Regions from separate parts of the Hordeum vulgare genome. Here regions 1 and 3 are each linked to region 2. Evidence: chromatin contacts called from public Hi-C data. All regions are on one chromosome and are shown on one strand. Each heading gives the region's core, a stretch centred on a gene start, on an enhancer-like site or on the middle of the called end of the contact. The rest is flanking DNA. Distances are from core to core; before and after follow the strand shown.

Evidence for each region. Hi-C and Micro-C count contacts between places; a contact is called where the count stands out from the background.
Region 1: a Hi-C map of seedling shows a contact between it and region 2, with 4 times the contacts expected there. The contact joins the promoter of LOC123425742 here to the promoter of LOC123425740 in region 2. A contact is called at or near these places in 3 of 6 Hi-C or Micro-C datasets (leaf and seedling) and 1 of 1 datasets of contacts at active chromatin or transcription factors (embryo).
Region 3: a contact with region 2 is called in a Hi-C map of seedling, with 3 times the contacts expected there. The contact joins the promoter of LOC123425739 here to the promoter of LOC123425740 in region 2. A contact is called at or near these places in 1 of 6 Hi-C or Micro-C datasets (seedling) and 1 of 1 datasets of contacts at active chromatin or transcription factors (embryo).

Annotation. Positions count from the first base shown.
Region 1 is chr2H:179,736,444-179,741,017 of MorexV3_pseudomolecules_assembly, forward strand. LOC123425742 (G-type lectin S-receptor-like serine/threonine-protein kinase At2g19130) reads left to right here and starts at 2,730. Exons shown (of 1, transcript XM_045109456.1): 1 at 2,730-4,574. The coding sequence starts at 3,032. LOC123426060 reads right to left here. Exons shown (of 3, transcript XM_045109834.1): 3 at 2,377-2,732. The coding sequence ends at 2,450.
Region 2 is chr2H:179,178,436-179,182,783 of MorexV3_pseudomolecules_assembly, forward strand. It overlaps LOC123425740 (mitochondrial pyruvate carrier 4-like), which reads right to left and starts at 2,062. Exons shown (of 6, transcript XM_045109454.1): 1 at 1,841-2,062; 2 at 218-343. The coding sequence starts at 272.
Region 3 is chr2H:178,630,207-178,634,390 of MorexV3_pseudomolecules_assembly, forward strand. It overlaps LOC123425739, which reads left to right and starts at 2,253. Exons shown (of 5, transcript XM_045109450.1): 1 at 2,253-2,661; 2 at 3,561-3,624. The coding sequence starts at 2,384.

The sequences.
Region 1 (4,574 bases), core at 1,480-3,979, 560 kb after region 2:
ATGCCATCGAAAAGGTGGAGATAATGATGGAAGGAAGAGATAGGGACCGACAAAGTGGTGCGACTCTTGCCCAACATATGGTTTCCTTTAAATAGCGTGCTGACAAGAGGAGATTGTCCTGCATTGTGTTTAATGTTGTTCGTTCGTAAACAAACGTGTAGCCGAAGTAGGATTTTTGGCTTCCACGCGGGTCTAGGTGTTTGACTATGACGAGGAGGCGTGTTCAACCTGGCACGTCGAGGGCACGTGTCGAGAGCGACGCCCTTGGCCGGCGCGTCGCTTCAATAGCGAAGGTAAGGTAACGAGAGGTCACACCCGTCCTGAGCCATCTTCAATGTGTAGTGATGCGCTCTACAACGACATGAATGCGAACAAGCGGCGTCGTGCGGGAACGCACGGACCAGGAAGGAGGTGTTGGGATGGGCCAGGATGATCAGAATCGGGCTTAAGTGTTGTCCGAACACCCGCAAAGCTCCTCGAAAGAAAGTACGTCTGAACCGTCGTTCAGATATATACAACCCCACATTAGAGCATCTCTAGCAGACCCCGTATAAAGCCGCGTCCCGCAAAATAACCGTCAAAATATGGGTCGGCGCGGAAAATGCTGCCTGACCAGACCCCCCAAACGCGCCCTAGCCTCTTCCACCGAGCTGCTGCACCGGCTCCCCGGACCCACCAGTCCACCGTTGGAGAGCCACCGCCCCGAAGCAGCCGGTGAGTTTGTACTTGTGCTTGTGTCAAGCGGCATGCATAGTTGGTTAACGCGGCGCGCATATTTGTGAACTTAGATGAAATTGAGCCCGTGTGAGAAGTTTTTGCTCGACGATTCGTCCGATTCGGATGTTGAGACACTGCTTGTCAACTATCACCAACAAACATTGGCGATGACCTTTGCCATGAAGGAGCACGAAGATGAGAACCGAAAGAGGCAGCAAGGATCGATCGTTGGCCGTCTTTGCATTCCTCGAAATTGCCATCTCGGGAACACACATGTTGATGCAAGACTAATTCTGAATATGTGCATATGTGTAAAATTTAGATAAAACCGCATCTGATATGCGGGCCGGCACAAGCGTCGGCAGTGCATGGTGGAATTGTAAAACGGAATATCCACGAATATTCCGTTTTACAGTTCCATTTTGCGGGATCTGTTCGGCCGGCGCCCCTGATGGCCCGCAAAACCGTTTTCCCGCGAACTATAAACGAGTTTTACGGGTCGACGACATACGGGGTCTACTAGAGATGCTCTTAGACGCGTTCCGGGGTGATATATACAAACCCCACATTAAATGCACTCCGGTGTCCGTACATCACATGCTCACGGCATCTTCAATAGTTTGTATGCAGTCTTGTTGGTAAAATTATCCATGTTATCAACCAACAAGGGATCATACAACTACTCCAATGATTGCATGTAAATTATTCATTAGGAGAAGATGGAATAAATGCAATTACTCTTTATGTAACCTTGGAGCTTATGCAAGAGATGTTGGTTAATCTACATACAACTTTCCTCTCTCTTCTTATTTATTTATTGCAACATCATCATATATCCTAGATGCGTTCCGGGGTAATATATACAAACCCCACATTATATGCCTTCCGAGGTTCGTACATCACATGTTCAAGGCATCTTCAATAGTTTGTATGTAGTCTTGTTGGTAAAATTATCCATGTCATCAACCAACAAGGGATCATACAACTACTCCAATGATTGCATCTAAATTATTCAATAGGAGAAGTTGGAATAAATGCAATTGCTCTTAGGAGAAGTTGGAATAAATGCAATTGCTCTCTATGTAACCTTGAAGCTTGTGCAAGAGTTATTGATTAATCTACATGCAACTTTTCTCTCTCCTTATTTATTTATTGTCATATCATTATATATCTTAGATGGTAAACTTTACCAACAACTATTTTACAGCCATTGGAGATGTCGTCAGTGTGCTCCATCAATACTCGTATATTCCTCCTATCACCACTATATACGGATGTAGCCTCGCGTGCTGATGTCTCCTCTATTTCGTTTCTATCCGTACGCTACCTTTAACGCCACCTGGTGCTGGGACCGTATCATAAAAGCTCTTGAATGGCCGAGCAGGACAGGGCGCTGCCTGAACCATGATTTAGCCGAGGAATCGGGAAAAGGGGTGACTGCATCTAGCATTGTTACCGGTCAAACACGGCCATCACGTTCCTTTTTCCGACAGGTCATTTTGCCCGAGTTTGGGCACCATAGTATGAGGACTGGGTCAGAGCTTATTCGTCTCCGCGCTCGAGTTACTGAGGTGCTACAGCTGGAAAAAAGAAGGAAAAGGTGACCAGAGACGTATCAATGGACACCATTCACGCCTCCAGTGGAGACCGCAATCACGATGATGATTAACATGACTTTGATAATCGCAACCGTGAACTGACGCACTGTAAATCAAACAGACCAGGAGACATTTCAAAATTCCGGTAATTCACCGTGACCAGGTAAGTACCCGTTGTAGATCCTATCTTCCAGAGGAGACGCCATCTGGTCAAGGTTGGAGGTTGAATTCTGGAAGTAATAGCCTAAACAAAAGAAGTTCTGTAACTTGAGTAGTAGATTCACAAGATGACAAGTCATCAGTCTTGTAAAAGTTGCGGCCAAAGATCTGCCTTCGTTTAAACATTCCAAGTCAACGCTCCCCTTGGTGCCTCTGCCGCCGGAAAACCACTTTTCTGGCTTCACACCATTTTTCTCCCTTTCTTAATCAGCAACAGTCAGCATCATGGCAGGAGCCAGATATTTGCAAGAAAAATAAAACATAAATCAAGCAAGAAAAACAAAACACCATTAGCCATGTGGTCATAAATTTCAACACGAGATTTTACTATTTTGTGAGTAATTCATCTATAGGAGCAGTACTATTCAGCAGCAGCAGGGCGTTGGGCGTTTACCAGGTCAAAGAAGGCTGCTTATTTAATTAGTCCTGTCTCCAGAGTTCAGGCTCCCATCCTCGGTCAAGCCCTGACTATTCTTCCAAGCTCCCATCCATGATCCATGGCTCCCTTCTTCCTCCTCCTCCTTTTCGTCCAAATCCTACTCTGCAAGGCCGGCGACACCATCAACTCCACCACACCCTTGTCCGGGTCACAGAAGATCTTGTCCCAGGGCAACAAGTTCACCGTGGGCTTCCACTCCCCATCGCAGAGTAACACCGCCTCTTCCACCTCCAGCAGTTACTACATAGCCATATGGTACAGCAACATACCACAGGTAACCACCGTGTGGAACACCGACAAGCCGGTGTCCGACCCGGCCACCGCCTCCTTGGAAATCGCCCGCGACGGCAACCTTGTCCTCCTTGATCAAGCCAAGAACCAGCTGCTATGGTCGACCAATGTAAGTATAGCCTCCAACTCCACCATGGCCACCATCAGGGACAGCGGTAGCCTCGAGCTCACCGATGCCTCCAATTCATCGATAGTTTATTGGCGAAGCATAGACCATCCCACAAACACCTGGCTTCCGGGGGGCAAGCTCGGGCTGAACAAGACCACGGGTCTGAGCCAGAGACTTCTTCCTTGGAAGAACAAAGAAAACCCATCTCCTGGGTTGTTCTCTCTGGAGCTAGACCCCAATGGCACAAAACAGTACTTCATCCAGTGGAATGAATCCATAAACTACTGGACCAGTGGCCCCTGGAACGGCAATATCTTCAGCCTCGTGCCAGAGATGACGGCCAATTTCAGATACGACTTCCAATTCGTCGACAATGCCACAGAAAGCTATTTCTACTACTCAATGAAGGATGATACAGTCATCTCGCGGTTCATCATGGACGTGACCGGACAGATCAAGCAGCTGACATGGGTGGAATACTCACAGCAGTGGATCTTGTTCTGGTCACAGCCACGGACGCAGTGTGAGGTGTATGCACTCTGTGGGGCATACGGCAGCTGCAGTGAGGCTGCGCTGCCGTACTGCAACTGCATCAAGGGGTTCAGCCAGAAGGTCCAGAGTGATTGGGATCTCGAGGATTACAGGGGTGGGTGCAAGAGGAACGTACCATTGCAGTGCCAGACCAACTCGACCTCCGGGCAGACCAAGCCTGATAAGTTCTATACCATGGCAGGCGTGAGGCTACCTGACAATGCTCAGAGGGCAGTGGGCGCCAGCTCGAAAGAATGTGAGCAGGCTTGTCTGAAAAGCTGTTCATGCGATGCTTACACTTACAATACCAGTGGCTGTTTTATTTGGTCTGGGGACCTGGTGAACCTCCAAGAACAGTACAGTGGAAATGGAGTTGGCAAACTCTTCCTCAGGCTTGCAGCGTCCGAGCTGCAAGACCCAAAAAGGAAGAAGGCAACAATCGTTGGTGGAGTTGTTGGTGGAGTTGCTGCAATTCTGATAATCCTTGCAATTGTGTTTTTCTTCGTATATCAGAAGTTCCGCCGAGAAAGGACTCTTCGAATATCAAAGACTGCTGGCGGCACATTGATTGCTTTCAGGTACAGTGATCTGCAGCATGTCACCAAAAACTTCTCAGAGAAGCTGGGGGGAGGTGCCTTCGGCTCGGTGTTCAAAGGGAAGCTCCCAGATT
Region 2 (4,348 bases), core at 812-3,311:
ATCACTCTCCTAAATTATATAGTCTGGCAATCGTCTATCACTTCTAAGCAATGCTGGTAGTATCCTACTGGATGAAAACAACATGTGCAAGCTATCTTGGTGTCCATAGAAATCATTAAAGAGTCTTGGTACATACAATATCTAAAATAAAGGAGGCGATTGACAACCAAAACAGAAATAACAACTAGAAACTTAAGGGGATGTGAATATCACTAACTGGTTTTGGGGCCAGCGGGATGGTTCCAAAAAGCTTGAAGCTTTGAAGAAGCCATTGAAACTAACACGGGCCTTCCTGTTTTTTTGAACGACCTGTTTTCACTCACTTAATTGCTGTCCCGTGCCCCTACAAGCAGACATAAAATCGTACCTGTAAATCCTCCACAATCAGCATAATAAAATAGCAAAACTCAGTCAGAATATGACTGTGCAGAAGTTTCGATATTGGTGGGATTTTATTTTTACTCTAGGGGTCAAATTCATGCAACATAAGAACAAAAAAAAAGCCCATAGCAAGAACATGATAGACAATAACCCGCATCAATAATGGGCATAAACTCTCAACATACATACATAATTACATACTCCCCTCTGTCCCAAAATAAGTGACTCAACTTTGTACTAGCTTTGTATTAAAGTTAGTACAAAGTTGAGTCACTTATTTTGGGAGGGAGGGAGTATTAGATAGTTAAACCATATTATAGTGATTTGTGCCATTGACTATAACACAAACTTGATAACAAAGACGCTATGTAAGGGCCAGTTTGCTTCCGCAGAAAAAATAATGTAGAGACGTGTTTGGCCCTGCTCCGACTCATATGTTGAGCTGCTACCAAACTAGAACTGAAGCCAGCTGAGGAACTGTTAGTTTGCCAAGTTGGCTTTTAAATCAGGAAGAAACAACACAAGTTATCATCACGCTCCATGAGTTAGAACTTATTTGAACTTATCAATAAACTTTAATTTGGTATCATGTACTGTACTACGAGAATTGTCTCTATCTACAAAATATGTGGCATCCTAATCATAATATGAATGTTCATACCATACACTGAGTCACAACTTTCAATGGAAGAGAATAACTCACAACATATGAATCTCAGGAATGAAAACAAAAGGCAATGGTATTCAATATTGGGTACGCAACAGTATATGCCAAACTGAAGAACATGTCCCAAGACGAATAGCATTCATGAAATATGCTTTGAATGTCATTTTCATAATTATATCTTCTCAACCAGCAATTCCTTCTACAAGAGTACTGAACTAACATACCAATCCGTTTTATCAATTCAGAATAGCTACTACCCACAGTATGGATGGTTTCTAAATAGAACAACCGTGGACAGAAGTCCGTCCAACTAGACATACATATAAACAAAAACAAAAGTTGAAATTATCGACTCTGGTTCCCAACATTGTCCACTATCTGTTGAAATAAGCATCATGTGCATATGAACACATGATACAATTATTCGCGCCGAGGAGGCGGAAAGCCAAGGAGGGTCCAGGCCGGTGGCTGCAGAATGAGGGCCAGCGGGAAGAGAACCTTGACGGGACCGGGAGAGAGCGCCCTTGAGGTCGCCAGTGGTCGCAGTGGGCTTGAGCCCTCGCCGCCGTTCCGGACCTCTCGCTCACCCTCTGTCGTCTGTTTGACTGTTTCGATCCTACTCGATCCAGGCGAAGGCGAATGGGTACAGCCGTATATATCGATCGTTCCTTCGAAATCCATGGTCAAACTTAAATCGTGGTCATGGGTCGCATCTCCCCCAAGAGAACCATCAGATTAGTTGCGTATCCCTGCGGATTGTAGAGAGCGGGAGGAGGGTTAGAGATCGGTCACCTGAGACGCCGCCGCCGGTCGCCGGAACCGAAGAAGCCGATGAGAAGAGGGGATGGGGTGGTAGATATGGTTCAGGTGAGGTGTCCCTTTCAAGTCGCGCAGGTGAGGGAGGCGTCCGACGACAAGGCCTGCGCTGGAGTCTCAAGCGAGCGCCTTGACCGCTTGGCGATAGACTCCAGTGGCTGCTTTGGGCCACAGTCTAAATTTTTTTTCGTTTCTCCGCAATTGGGCCACCGTCGCAATGCCTGGTGCCGTTGTATGCTCTTGGGCCACATAACTCGTGAAAATAAAAAAAGTTGACGAGTTTGAAAAAATGAAAACAATTCACGAATTTGAAAAAAGAAATTCATCACATGAAAAAGTTAATGAATTAGAAAAAAGCTCGCTGATTAAAATAATAACAAAATTGAAAAAGGTTCATGTATTTGAGAAGAAAAACCCGCTCAAAAGCGAACAAAAAAACCATTAAAAAACCAAAAGGAAAAGAACCGACCAGAGACTTTCCAAAATCGGTTGGAAAGCTCTTCCCAAACCTGGAACCAACTTCTCCGGCTACAACCTTAAATGGGCAAGTTAATTATACATGGAACTATCACATTTTGGTATAATGTAACGAATCGGTACCACTAGTCATACGTGTCAGGTGAGACGTTGATCAACCGGCGCGTGTCGCTCTACTGACTAGGACAAGGTCGGTGCGGTCGGTCTAAGTGGGCTTGGTCGAACCGAGTTGAACCCCCGCCACACTCTCTTGCTCTCCTCGAGCTCTCTCCCCCTTCCCCTTCGATTTGCCGTCGACTCCCGTCACCGCCATTATCGTCGTCGCGACATGGTGTACGAGGACGAGAGCAGTAACGACTACTCCAGTCTATAGTACATCAGCCCCTCCTCCGACGGCATGCAGTACCAGATGAGTGGAAGAACTAGGGTTGAGGTTTGTGCTCTTTGGGGTTTTGATTTGATTTGAGGACTTTGGTTGCTTTTGCCCTTGTAGATCCCTGCTAGCATTGAAGACGAAGACTACATGGACATTGAGACAACATCGATGGTTCCTTGCGAGCACCATGGTGTGGCAGCTGAGAGGTTGTGGCCTTTGAAGGATTTGGCACGGGAAGAAGGTTCTTAGTATATGTTAAGAAGGTAATATGTTGCACAATATTTGACAATGATAGTAAACACATGGTCGGGTGCATAATTTAATTTGAGAGATGTGATGGTCATTTTTAGTTTAGCCATGTGCTGATGCAGATTGTGTAATTGTTTAATTGGACAATTGTGATAGAATTCCTAGTCTTTAGCTTATCACTGTGTTAATGCACATTATTTAATTGGGCGGCTCTGATGGTCATTTTGTAGCCATTTAGTAGTACTCACGGTCAGTTTTTAGCCATTTACTCTCTCCGTTCCTAAATATAAGATCTTTTAGAGATTCCACTATGAACTACATACGGATGTAGGTAGTCATATTTTAGAATATAGATTCACTCATTTTGCTCTGTATCTAGTCTATAGTGAAATTTTTAAAAGGTCTTATATTTAGGAATGGAGGGACTATTATTGATGATGCTCATCATTGGAGTAACCATGTGGTGATGCTTTCCATGTATTTTAAATTTGTGTAGTAGATGTTAATTTTATAATAGGTCAACACCTTAGTTTGCGGTGCAGGTGTTCATTGTTTATTTTACCCGAGTACCGAACTGGACAGCTAAATGATTGTTTACTGTCAGATGCTCAAAATTCAGTGAGTGTTTAGTGTTAGATGTTCATTCTTTAATTGGGCATCTTACTGATTGTGTGAGATGCTCAAAGTTTGAGTTGTTTCTTTATTGTTAGTTGCTCAAAGTTCAGTTATTTTTAGTGTGAGATGCTCATAGTTCAGTTATTTTTTAGAGGGAGTTGTTAATAGTTCGGTGCTTAAATACTTTGCCTAGGAGATTGGTTTGCACATGCTAGGGTCCAGTGCTTGTTTATATTGCAGGAAGTTGAAAAAACACACTTAGTAACAACATAAGTGTTGCAATCATGTGTCATGTGTCAATTGGAAAGCACTTACATAGTTAGTAACAATATAAGTGTTGTTTACATTGCAGGAAGCTGAGAACTATGGTTTTTGTTGAATGGGTTGACCCAGAGTGGCCTCCTACAATGCAGAATGCCTTGTTGAAGCTATGGGAGATGTATGAAGACAACAGGAGTGGTAGGAGGAAGGATAACCTTAAGAGTTCGCTTACTATTCACCATTTGAGAGAGGAGAAAACAAACTGGCGGCCAACTATGACAAATTAGTTGAAGATGTGCATTAACTTCTCAATGCCCAAGAGGATATGATGATGGATTTCATCTATTTGCAGTCTAAGATGAAGGGTGCTAAGGTTACCAATTTAGTTGTCTCTGATATGAAGATGGATATGGAGAAGAAAGATACAAAGATCTTCAAGCTGCAACAGAAGTATAAAGTCCTTATGAACCTATCACAAACCCAAGGCACTGTCATCCAGAACCTGA
Region 3 (4,184 bases), core at 1,003-3,502, 550 kb before region 2:
CCAGTTTCCTTGTGTTCCCGCAGGTGCACATGACTACCACGCGGAGATAATGGGCCTGGCCCAGCGCTATGGGCATCATTACCATCGTTGAGGAAGACCCAAGGTAAAAGAAAATTAACGCACAATGCTCAGTCTTGGTTTTTAGGTCGTCACGCTCAAACTCCCATCCCAATCACGGCAAGGCCATTGCGTGTTTGCCTCCGATGCGGCAGCGACACTACGACAGAGGAGGAGCATCCAAATAGGCTAGTCATCTAGAGTAGGGTCAATTTGCTCCTTTTTTATTCAATCTTGTGGGTTTTATGAATTTTGGGGTTTCTTGATTTCGACGGAAAAATTTATAGTTACAATGAGAGGATTTTTGTTTGGCATTTCAAAATTAGTAGCCATGGTGCTATTGCTCGGTTATGAAAATTGGGAATATGGGACGATGTCTACTGCAGCAGGATTATGATTAATCATTGAATCGTGTCAAGTTATTTATTAACTCGATAATCAATGTTATGGTTTTGTAGTGCAGCTGCAAAAAGCATTATGTCCAAGGCATGTTGATGGTTCCTTCCGTATTGAAGATTCCAACTTAGATCTCCGGTATCAATGTTTTGATAGAAAATGATGTTTTTGGATTTGGAGATGATATCAAATAGTATTGGATTTTCTGTCCGTTCAATGGGTTTCTCATATACTGTAGTTTGTAAAGTTTGACTGATTGACTCACTATACATGTGTTTTATCTCCAGGGCTTAGAAGATATTTCTAATGCTTCATAAAAAACAAAGATTCTTATCAAGAAGAACATGAACAAGGAGGCACTACATGAGTTGATGATGATCAAGGTATGATTGGTTTTGTTCTACTACAAGAAGCACTACATGCATCTTTCAAATAGCTACATATTGATGAAAATAATGGAGAATAATGCGAGATACATAAATGTCCAAGAGAGGTTAAAAGTTTTGCAACTTAGTATATCAAGAATAAATTGTTGAATAAGATTGATATCAATACCATCATCCTTGTGATTGCATCTGGGAATGTTAGACTCAAATTTTGAGGTACATATGTAAAAATTATGTGATTTTAAATGCATTTTAAGCGTTACACAAAACATTTTTTAGGTTTATGACTTTATGTTAAAGGGCCTCGGGTTCTAGTTTCGCCCCGGCCCCCGAAATCTCAGGACCGGCCCTGGATGTGGAGAGGGGTCAGGTGCACAAGTCATTGGATCTCGTGAGAAAGGAAAGAAAATAAAAAACTAGTACAATCCTTCGCGTGAGAAAGAAACGAAACGAAGGCCCTGTTTGGATCCACATACTAGAGTTAGTTTGAGCTAGTTGGGGCTCAAATAGCACTAAAGTATCCAAACATGAGGGTTAGATTGGAGCTAGTTGCATCTAACCCACCCAAAAAACTAGCCCACCCAAGAGGTGCTAATTGGAGCTAGTTTTCATGGGGCCCACAAAAAGTCACTTTTCTCTCTCTATCCACCAGGTAATAGATGTTAATTGGAGCTAGTTTTCATGAGACCCACTAAAAAATCACTTTCCTCTCTCCATTAAGTACAACTATTGTTAATCTAACCCTATCATCCAAACATCTCTTTGGCTAGAGTTAGTCTAACGTTAGTCATGAGCTAAAAACTAACTCTAACCTCTAGCTAAATTAGAGTATCGAAACAGGGCCGAAAGACAAGAGCATGGCCATTCTGTTGGTTTGGCGGAACAACCCAACAAATTTCTGTTCCTGCATACGCAACCAGAGTATGATTGCAGCGTCAGCAGCCCCGAAGCGGCGACCTTTCTCCGAAAACCGGATAAGCGCAACGAGACATAAACTCTATCCGACTGACAGGCGGACCCGCATCCAGTCTGGACTGTGGAGCAGGCGCGGGCGCGGCGGCCCAATCCAAAGTCCAACCACCGCCAGGCTACTCCCCTCCCCTCCCCTCCCAGACCACGCGCGTTACGTTATTGTTATTATTATTAGCGGCCGCGGGGGCTAATTACCCGATTTAACCACCGGCAATTCGGGCGCCTCGTCCTCCCGGCACCAACTCACCCACCCACGTGTTCCCCGCCATCCTCCGCTGGCGCGTGGGGCCCCTCGCACAGCCGGGCCCCGCTGGACCCACCTCACCGTGGGCAAATCGGCCGCCGAAGCGAGTGCGAACAGGTATACGTATTACTCCCAGAAAGAAAGAAAATCCCAATCGGAAGATGCCATCCCCCCTCTCCCTCTCCCTCTCTCAATCGGAGGCGCTTATTAATAAGACGTTAAAAACCCGGCGCGGCACGGGACCGAGTAGCAGTAACGTCATACGGAACAAAAACTTCAGGACAGGGAGCGAGAGAGAGGGAGCGAGCGAGCGAGGCTCCGTCCATCCATGGCCGCGGCGGAGGAGGAGGCGTCCACGGCGCCTAGGGGCCGCCCGGAGGAGGAGGAGTACGAGGAGGAGGCGATGGCGGTGCTGGACTTCGACATGCTCTGCGCGTCCGTCGCCATGTCGGCGGAGAGGAGGAAGGGCGCCGGCATGGGGGAGGCGGCGGCGTGCGCGGGCGGCGCCGAAGGGGCCGCCGGCGGAGGAGGCGTGCAGAGGATGTGGGAGGGGGACGTGGTGATTGATTGCTTGGAGGACCGCCGAATCGCGCTCGAGGCCGCCTGGTAGGTGGAGCTAACTCTTGACCGCTCGTTTCATCCGTCCAACCACCTGCTGTTTTTGGTGGGTTGCCACGGGAAAGCTTGGAGATTCTACTGCTAGTTTAGCTCAATCTTTCCATATTGATTTTGTGCGGATTTGGGCATAAACTGCGCTGCTGTCTTTATGCCAACTCGATGTGGAATACTACTAGTACCTAGTATTTTGTCTCGCATGAATACTGCCTCTTTTGGCTGTGTGCATCCTCATGATGCACGGGCCGGGGTCTTCCCCTTGGGGAAAAAATGGATACTGCTTGAAATGCCATCAGTGTTCTCTAATTTAGCCATAATTTCTTTATGATTAGACACAAGATTTACTATTTAGCTCCGTCATTAATTTCTGTCTTGGAGTATTGCTTGGTTAACTGTAATGTAATACTAGTGAAAGTCCACCACAGTTTGATGAGACTTTCTGGATTCATCCTTTGTCACTTCTTTCTAGCTAGAGTCGTGGAAGAAGAAATTCCTACGCCAAACGAAGGTTTCTCCCTAATTAGTGCTACCTGTCCTTAAAGAATACTTCATATCTCTGATCATCTGATGAAGACTCATGGGTGATAAGTGATAGAATCTGCTCGAGGTTTAGTTTTTCTCTTGGATTTTAGGTTGGTTAATTCGAGTACTGAAAAGTATTTCCTAGCTTGAGTCATGAAAGAAAAATTGACATGTTTAAGATAAGTTAGTAGGGAACATTCCCCAACGTGAGGTCTTACCCCTTTTGAACTTCTGCCTTTGTTCTATTCGACTGTCTTTGAAAAAGATTCCATTTTCCTCTGCTGTACAGCATATTTTAATGTGCAGCTGTGATTAAACTTTTGAGGATCTTCGCTTTAACTTTCTTGTTTGCTTGCGACTACTTGCAGTTGCCCATGCTATAGGTTTGGCAAGAACATGCGGAGAGCCAATCTCGGATCTTGCTTCCTTCAGGTACAGATAATACCATGTCTTGCCCATTTCTTGCTTGTCATTTTTCTGTGCCAAAAGGGTGGTCACGTTGCTGTGTAATATAGGTAAGCATGCAAAACCAGTTGAGGTTAGTTTAAGATGCTGCCGTTGGTAGGAAGTAGGAAACCGTTTGGTTCAGGTAGGCTCTTTATTCCAGTACCAAATGCAGAATTTCTTGTAGGTCAACCCTTTTAGAGTTCTGTAGACTATTACGAATATAGCTGCCCTGAAAAGTAAACATCTTAACTTCTTAATTATGTATGTGATTTTTCTCTATTTATTCTAACTTCCTCCTAATGCTAGAGCTGTGGAATATTTTGTTAGAATGTCTCTTGCTAAATTTGTTGAAATGAATGCCATTTCCATTTTAGTTGTTTAGACAACAATTAGCAAAGCTGTCTTCTGACTAGTTTATACAACAGAGAAGATAATGCATAGGATGTTTGACTTGCCAATGTGAACAGGATTTGCTTGGATAGTTATGTATTCTTTTGGGCTTAGACATGGTCAACAGGAAGGCCATCCTGCCCTGTTCACATTGG